2 separate regions of the Salmo salar genome follow, and region 1 is linked to region 2. Evidence: chromatin contacts called from public Hi-C data. All regions are on one chromosome and are shown on one strand. The core of a region is the stretch at or near the end of the contact, and the rest is flanking DNA. Distances in the headings are between cores, read along the strand shown. Region 1 holds the start of ankrd12 (ankyrin repeat domain 12). Region 2 holds the start of LOC106596615 (ras-related protein Rab-12).

Region 1 (4,184 bases), core at 451-2,950, 310 kb after region 2:
CAGACTGTCCTTCGCCCTCGCCTGTCGGGCACTGTTTTCCCGCAGTTCTGTAAACAAGGGCAGTTGTTCGGCAGGCATTAAGGACACTGGGTGCTAGCTAGCTAGTTAGCATGCTAGGACTCCGGGAACACTGCAAGCAGGTGGCGGGATAGGTAGCTAGCTAGCACACCGGTAGACAGTGTCCTTCGCCCTCGCCTGTCGGGCACTGTTTTCCCGCAGTTCTGTAAACAAGGGCAGTTGTTCGCCAGGCATTTAGGACACTGGCTGCTAGCTAGCTAGCTATGACTCCGGTACACTGCAAGCAAGTGGCGGGATAGGTAGCTAGCTACGACTCTGGTACATAGCAGGCAAAATAGGTAACTAACTAGAGATAGCTAGGACACAGGTGTCCTTTGCCCCCGCCTGTTGGGCTGTTTTCCCGCAGTTCTGTAACGACAGCGAGGCCACGTGTTTGGCAAGCGGGAGCGAAGGACACTGTGTGCTAGCTGGTTAGCCAGCTAAAGTACACTGTCTACTAGCTAGGACACTGGTAGCCAGTGTACTTTGCCCTTGCCTGCTAGGAGGACTTCGGTACACAGCAGGCGGGAGGCTGGGGCGACACCAGTAGAAAGTTCACTTGTCTGTTCAGTAGCGCAGCAAGACTCTGTGAAGATGACATAAGACGTCACAGTGTACCGTGAGTCTTCAGGCTAGACGCATGTGGCATTTTGGCAAGTTTGGGGAAAAACGACTTTATATCAGAGTTGTCTGTTGTCATAGAGATAGAAGCTTTTAGTATGGACATTGCAATTGAGGCCTTCCACAATTTTAAATGTGTCAAATGGATGGGGATACATATGAGTATAGAATTATCAGCCAATGAAGAAGAAAATGGAGATAGCTTTCAATGCAACAGCGTCACAGCCGCTATAATGACACAGATACAAAGATGAGTCCTATATCTATCTCTATGGCCTGTACACACGCGTATCTACCCTCTCATTGGCTAGAATGGTCCCCCCTCCCTCATGCCTTCCATCTTTGAGGACATGTATTTCCATTGTTAGAGCGGGCACTCGAATCTCTTGTCAATATAATAGACAATCTTTCATAATGTTCTCCCATCGCGCATGCGCTTTAATACCCACATAATGCAAATATCACTGCGCCACAACAATTCGACGTAGATAGAGCGACGAGAATGATGCAACACATTGACGGAACTAGAATACAGTGTCTATGCGTTCAGATAAATGACAATTGAATGCACCTAGTCAGATTACCTCTCTGTTATGTCTTCATCCGACATGTTCGAAAAATATTCCCAATCCGCAGAGTGAAGCGGAAAAAGATGACGTCAAGTCCCCAGCGTCACCCACCCACCCACCCTCTCTCTCTCTCTCTCTCTCTCTCTCTCTCCTAAATGCAGCCCAAAAGTTGACTTACAAAATACTCACTTTTTCGGTATCTATACACGCAATTAAAACACGACTTTAAATCTACATACTACCCTAACGAAGATTATTTTTATTCCGGGAAATGTTTAAAATGTGGTAAATAGCTTGACATACCTATTATCCAGCATACAGTAGACTCTCTTTTTATTTATATATATATATATATAGATTTAAAGATAGACAGGATTTATGTGATCACATGACTTTTCTCGGCCAATGGGATCGACGTGGGGGGGAGGTTCTTCTTCTTCTTCTTCTTGAAGACGAAGGATGTTTTCAAACCCAACGATAAAACTGGAACGGGACGTCATACAGCCGTAGGCATAGCTACTGTTAATGTTCAATATTATATTTTTTTGGTGGGGAAATTTACTGTTTTACAGATACGTAGATCTGAAAAACGAATGAACAGGCAGAACCTGAACGCTATTGATAAGGTAAGCAGAAAGTTATTGTTTATATTTATTTATTTAGATTTGATTGCCTATGATCATAGGTAAAAAAATAAAATAAAAAACTCAGTCTTCTGGCTAGTTGGAGAGCTAGCTAGCATGCTAACCAACTTTGACGTAGCTGTTTTCGGGAAATTTAATATTAGCTATTCCACAACGTGTTTTTGGAGTTGTATGTCACGTACTTTTTATATACGCATTTGGTAACAGGTGTTTTACTTATGTTGGTAAAGTTGCTTTTACGTCAAGAATATGAAGAATTGTAGCGTGCGTGGCTATGTGTCGAGGGCAAAAGCTGGTTGACAACTGGCTAACTAGTTAGCTTCAGCTAGCCTGTTCGTTGCAAGCTTGCTAGCACAGGGGAGGGGGGGAAACGGTGATAGGGCATTCGCCTCAGCGGGCTTTTGTCTACACGGGATGGTTTTGTTTTCCATGTAACTACACATTGAACGATACAAAATAATATCTAACTCCTTTTCGCAACAGACCATGTTGCACAGTAAAATGACCAGACGTTCGCCATGTAGCAAACTCGCCACATTGTGCAACGTAGCTGGTTCGCCACCTCAGAAGGAATAGCTAACGTTAGCTAACTACTGTAGCCCTCATTACAAGGATTTCAGCGCTGAACGTAACGTAAGCATGCTATTCTCTGAAAACTATCTACGTTAACCCTAGCTAGCTAGCAAGCTAACTGTATTCGCGTCATTTATGTCCATATACATTTAAAACGTCCAATATTTGCCACATTGGATGTGTAAAACGCACATAATAATAATAATAATAACAATGATAATTATTTGCTATTTGTAAATCTGACAACAGTACAGCCCAAGGTACCAAGCCAAGCATTTGGGGGTGTGTTGGTTGAACCGCTGTCTGTCTGTCTGGTGTGACCGTGGAAACCTTTTGTCTAAAGGACGTATCAAAACATATGTACTCCCTCAGATCCTATACAAAACCAAGCCACCCGTGCAGATGTATAGCTGAATATTACTTAACATCTCTCGTTCATGACAATGACAGAATAAATACATTGTACATTGTTACAGCCACAATGGTTGCAGAATGAACTGGCTCCATGAAGTGTGATGAAATATCAAATCAAGGGTGATGTCATTTTTACCCTCGCATGCTGTTGCAGTATTTTTTTATAGCCTAATATCAGTGCAATACAGGTTGAAATTGATATCCCGCTATTGTCTTCAGTGAGCAATGATGATGACACTGAATCTAGGAATTTAGTTGCAAGTAGGGCTCCGTTTATCTAAATAGCTTCACCTTTTTCCTACTACAAAATATAGCTATACGCCTTCAACCCTAAATAATCAAAGCATAGTAATGTGTGTGTAATAAAGAAGTTAATTACAGAATGCATAGTGACTAACCCTAGGGTTTGTCTTAAACACCTAACATGTTGAAAACAACCCCCCCCTAAAATACTAGTCCTATATATTTCCCTATATACTTTAAAAATGGGCCTTTGATACCACCCTCAATTGTTATTTAGCTCGATGACAGAATTCTGGTTTGAATGTCTGTCTAACTTGGTGGTCATCACTACATTTAAATTGTATTTTGTAGTCACATTATGTTCCTCATTTGTGTTACTGTAGTACCAAGTACTTAAAACTCACTATCACAAGTACATTATCACGAGTACATTTTACATATTGAACTTATTATGGCAGTTTATGCAATAGTCATGTAAACACCGTACTCTGCTTATCTTAAATCGGCGTAAAGTCATAATCGGAAGTAAGCATATGCCGATTTAAAAAACACCTGGTTTTCTGAGCAATCTTTCAAATTATTAGGACATGTAAATACCTTAATCGGCCATTCCAGCGGTGCGTTTGATTTGCCCATGCACCAGCCAAGCAAGCTTCCCTCTTTGCAAGTGAGTTGTACTTGGAACAGCTGAATATATGCTTCTTTTAAAAGTAGTTTTCACATGTACTTTATATGTCCAAACTCAGAATCAAATATGCTTCCCAAAAATAACATGTTTTGATTTGCTAGAATGTTTGTTTTGATTGGTGATTTTCTGCATTTATCGGTGCTGTCAGGTAGCCTGATCTCAAATATGTCCATGAAAACAGGATTATTAGGGAAATCTGTCTTCTTCCAAAGCATGTCAAAGTTTTAATCAAACTTATTTTATTTTTTAAATGTAATCTTTATTTAACTAGGCAAGTCAGTTAAGCACACATTCTTATTTACAATGACAGCCTAGGAACAGTGGGTTAACTGCCTTGTTCAGGGGCAGAACGACAGATTTTGACCTTGTCAGCTC
Region 2 (4,334 bases), core at 617-3,116:
TTGTAGTTTGGTCAAGACGTGGCAGAGGGTATTTGTTTTATGTGGTTCGGGGTGGTGGTTTATTTAGTAAGGCGTTTGATTTATTATTTCCGGGTTTTTGGATAATGTTCTATGTTTGTATTTCTATGTGGTCTCTGGTCTTTTGTATTTCTATGTCTGGTTTATTGGGGTTGGACTCTCAATTGGAGGCAGGTGTTTTCTCGTTGCCTCTGATTGGGAGTCCTATATATGGGTATGTGTTTGGTTTAGTGTTTGTGGGAGATTGTTTCTTGTTTTGCCTGTGTGAGCCTCACAAGACTGTTTTGTTGTTCGTGAGTTCTTCTCTTGTTATTTTGGTGTTTTTCTTGGTTTAAAATAAATACAAGATGAGCATCCACATTCCTGCTGCGTTTTGGTCCTCCATTCCCGATGACAACCGTTACAACAATATCTATCATGCTGAGGTTTGATGTAGATTGATAAGGTCAAGGTAGGAAGTGTTAGTTATCACGTGAGAGTTTTTATGTTCACGAAAATATGACAGTGTTTTAGGTGTCAAATTTATGGACGTGTGTTGGAGGGAAATGTCTAGATGTGAGAAGTGTGCAGAAGGGCATGAGACAAAGGCATTTGTGGTATCGGTGGAGAAAGTTGTGTGTGTGTGTTAGTTGTGGGGGTGATCATAGGGCTGGAGATCGGAGGTGTCCGGTGAGAGAAAGGAAGGAAGATTGAGGTCGCCAGGGTTACAGTAGTACAGAAAGTGTTCTATGACGGAAGCAGTGAAGAGAGTGGTAGAGGAAGATGGATACAGGGTGAGGGATCCTGAGAGGATTCCTGTGAGTAGGCAGAGAGACCAAGAGACAGTGATGGGAAGAATAAGTGCTTCAGTAAAGTGTTTTTATTTTTTTTATTTAAAAAAAAAATCATTTATAGCCATAGTTGTTAATTATACTGCAGAAATGGATCAAAGTCACAGAAAATAGAGGTTGTGGTGGCAGCGGCTGAGAAGTACTTGGGATTGTGATGATTTACTGCAGAACAGCGCTGCTGGGTAGTGATACATCTTCAAACCGTTGGTCTGGAGTCAGATTAGATAGGGTTATTAAATAGTGGAATGGGTGGTGGGTTTTATAGGGTTATTAAATAGTGGAATGGGTGGTGGGTTATTAAATAGTGGAATGGGTGGTGGGTTATTAAATAGTGGAATGGGTGGTGGGTTTTATAGGGTTAAATAGTGGAATGGGTGGTGGGTTTTATAGGGTTAAATAGTGGAATGGGTGGTGGGTTATTAAATAGTGGAATGGGTGGTGGGTTTTATAGGGTTATTAAATAGTGGAATGGGTGGTGGGTTATTAAATAGTGGAATGGGTGGTGGGTTATTAAATAGTGGAATGGGTGGTGGGTTTTATAGGGTTAAATAGTGGAATGGGTGGTGGGGTTTATAGGGTTATTAAATAGTGGAATGGGTGGTGGGTTATTAAATAGTGGAATGGGTGGTGGGTTTTATAGGGTTAAATAGTGGAATGGGTGGTGGGGTTTATAGGGTTAAATAGTGGAATGGGTGGTGGGTTTTATAGGGTTAAATAGTGGAATGGGTGGTGGGGTTTATAGGGTTAAATAGTGGAATGGGTGGTGGGTTATTAAATAGTGGAATGGGTGGTGGGTTTTTATAGGGTTAAATAGTGGAATGGGTGGTGAGTTTTTTTTAGAGAGGGCTAATAGTTGGCAGGGCAATTCCCCCCCCAATGTTGTATTATTGTATCAAAATAATATAATGTTGATAGGACGTGAATGGCCTCACACACCAGTACAGTAGGTGGCGATGTATTCACCTGAAAGTTGGGATGCGATCCGCACAACCAAATCCCAAAGAAGAAGCCTGGCCAGGTTCGTACTGAAAATGCTCCTAGGAACCCGCTTGACAGGAAGCAGCTAAACAACAACTTGGAAGTTTAAAAAAACAACTTTCCTTTAACTAAACTAATTTAAAGACTATAGAAAAAGTTACCAAAAGTAAACCCACATAGTTATTTTCTCCCCATTTTTAAAGCGTATATAGCTAAGGGTTCAAATGTGGAATTATTGATGGATTCGAGGTATGAAATCAAGCGGATGGCCGGTGGCGGAGGATCAGCGAATGCTTCCCCGGCTCTGGGAGCACAGTCTCGCCGCAGGAAGATGCCGCCGAGGCCCGCTGATTATAAACTTCAAATTATCATTATCGGTTCCCGTGGCGTGGGAAAAACCAGTCTAATGGAAAGATTTACAGACGACACCTTCTGTGAAGCATGCAAATCAACTGTTGGTAAGAAATGGTTATCTTATGTTAGTCAAAACTATCTGATAGCAGTTATGTTGTTTTGTTCCAAGGTTAGTAATGTTAGGTAGTCATGTTTTCGCTGCATGACTTGTCAGTAAATAATGTAGCCAACCTTTTTTTAATATAGTTTAACATCTAACTACTGTAGGGGTGGGTATAATTTGTGGAACCTTCCAACAGGAATCTGTTATAAAAACGTGGTAAATAAACAAGGTTGTTCAACAAACAAGGAATATAAAGTTGTATAGCGGCAGAACAACATGCCAGGGGCAGGGAGTTGGGTTATTTCATGGGAGTTTTTCCACTCATCACGTTTATTCCCGGAAAAATGTCTGTCCTTACTCCTGGTAGCCTATGGACAAACGTTAAGAATAAACTACGTGGTGAGTTGATGCCTATTCGTTAACTAGTTGTATTGATCATGCTATTTTTGTATGCGTTGTTTGTTGGCAACTTTATACTTTACGAAGTTTTGGAACAGATTCCTGTTGGAATGTAAATACAAATTATACCCACCCGCTACTGTGTTGACAAAAGTTGTAGTAAAATGTTATCTGAAAAGTAGAAGTTGATAAATAACTAAAGGGAAAGACTGCCATATGGTGAATTACCCTTGAGAATGTGTTGACACTAATCTGTCCAACAGAGCCAGTACTACTGTAATATGAGCCCTGTCCAGCAGATGTAGCAGTACTACCACAGATAAAACAACGACACAGATATGTCACCGGATGTAGAAATATGAAGCATCCGCTTGACATTTCCACTCACTACCTAAATATGGCCGACAGTGGAAGAAGCTGGAATCGAGAGACATTTTTTTTACCGAAATTATGCAAATTTCTATGATCGATGAAACATTTGCTCGCAATTACAGTTTTCTGTCTCTAAAACTACACACTGTTATGAACAGAGTGGACTAAGTTATGTAGACTTTACCCATTGCAAAAGTAAAATAAATAAATCACGTTTAGGAGTGCAAAGGCGAATTGAGTTATCACGCATGCGCACTTCACAGAGGAGGCGTTCCCGGAAATATGCAGATGAATTCTAGAACGCGGTCAATAGGAATTCGCTGTGTCGTGATTGGCTCTGCCCACTATGACTCGGTAGTTCCCGTTGGAGAAGACAGGCTGTGGTGTATCTGGGTTTAGTTTGGCAGATCTTTGGTCCTACTGACCGAGGAGAACGAGCTGTTCTCGAGCTGGAGATGGTTGTTGTTGTTATTGCTGAGCGATCACTGGGTTTTTTTTTAAGGTCTGATTGGTTTCGGTTCGATAATAATAATAATTTAATCGATAATTAGAAAATATACATGAAGTACATTATGAAATAATGATGTTACAATGATTTTAGAACTTGTTAAAGTGAATTCCTAAAACCAAAAATAGTGAACATTCAATTGCCAAAACATTGAAAATATTATATTGTCTCTGTCAGGTCCACATTGGAAAGACATCAATGGGGGGGGGAATTACTATGAAATAATACAATATTTAGTTGTGTATATTACTTTGTTTTTTTTATTTGATGACTTCATTATTTTTAATTCCTTAAAGTCATCTCAACTCTGCTCAGGCAGTAGCAGTCAGTCAGCCAGACCAACTAGTTATGTGCTTCCCATACTGTCTGTCTGACTAAATCATTTTTTACTAGTTCATCAAAGTAGATAAGGTATACTTTCACTAGCTGTCTCTGTCCCTCTCGTCGTTGTGTTGTGTACATTCCCCTCATGTGGTCTGTGTGTCTCTAACCTAACATAGAAGGCGTAAAAGTGTATCTGTCCAGAGATCTGTATATAATGAGGAGATTCCCTGATAAACTAAGGTCCAAAATAAGCCCATAGAAACGCATTGTTTTATTTTGGACAGAAACCTCTCGCTTCTCCTCTTCATCTCTGATCCGTCTACTTGAGAAGGAAAAAACTGACGCCATGGATTATGGTCATTGTAGTTAATTACCACGTTTCTGTGCTGAACTAAGTGGAATATTTGCTTCATGAAAACTACAACTCCCTTCAACCCAGTGTCCCACG

Evidence for each region. Hi-C and Micro-C count contacts between places; a contact is called where the count stands out from the background.
Region 1: a Hi-C map of gill shows a contact between it and region 2, with 7 times the contacts expected there. The contact joins the promoter of ankrd12 here to the promoter of LOC106596615 in region 2. A contact is called at or near these places in 2 of 3 Hi-C or Micro-C datasets (gill and muscle).

Annotation. Positions count from the first base shown.
Region 1 is chrssa03:4,604,067-4,608,250 of Ssal_v3.1, forward strand. ankrd12 (ankyrin repeat domain 12) reads left to right here and starts at 1,701. Exons shown (of 14, transcript XM_045714422.1): 1 at 1,701-1,873.
Region 2 is chrssa03:4,291,292-4,295,625 of Ssal_v3.1, forward strand. LOC106596615 (ras-related protein Rab-12) reads left to right here and starts at 1,867. Exons shown (of 6, transcript XM_045714417.1): 1 at 1,867-2,284. The coding sequence starts at 2,065.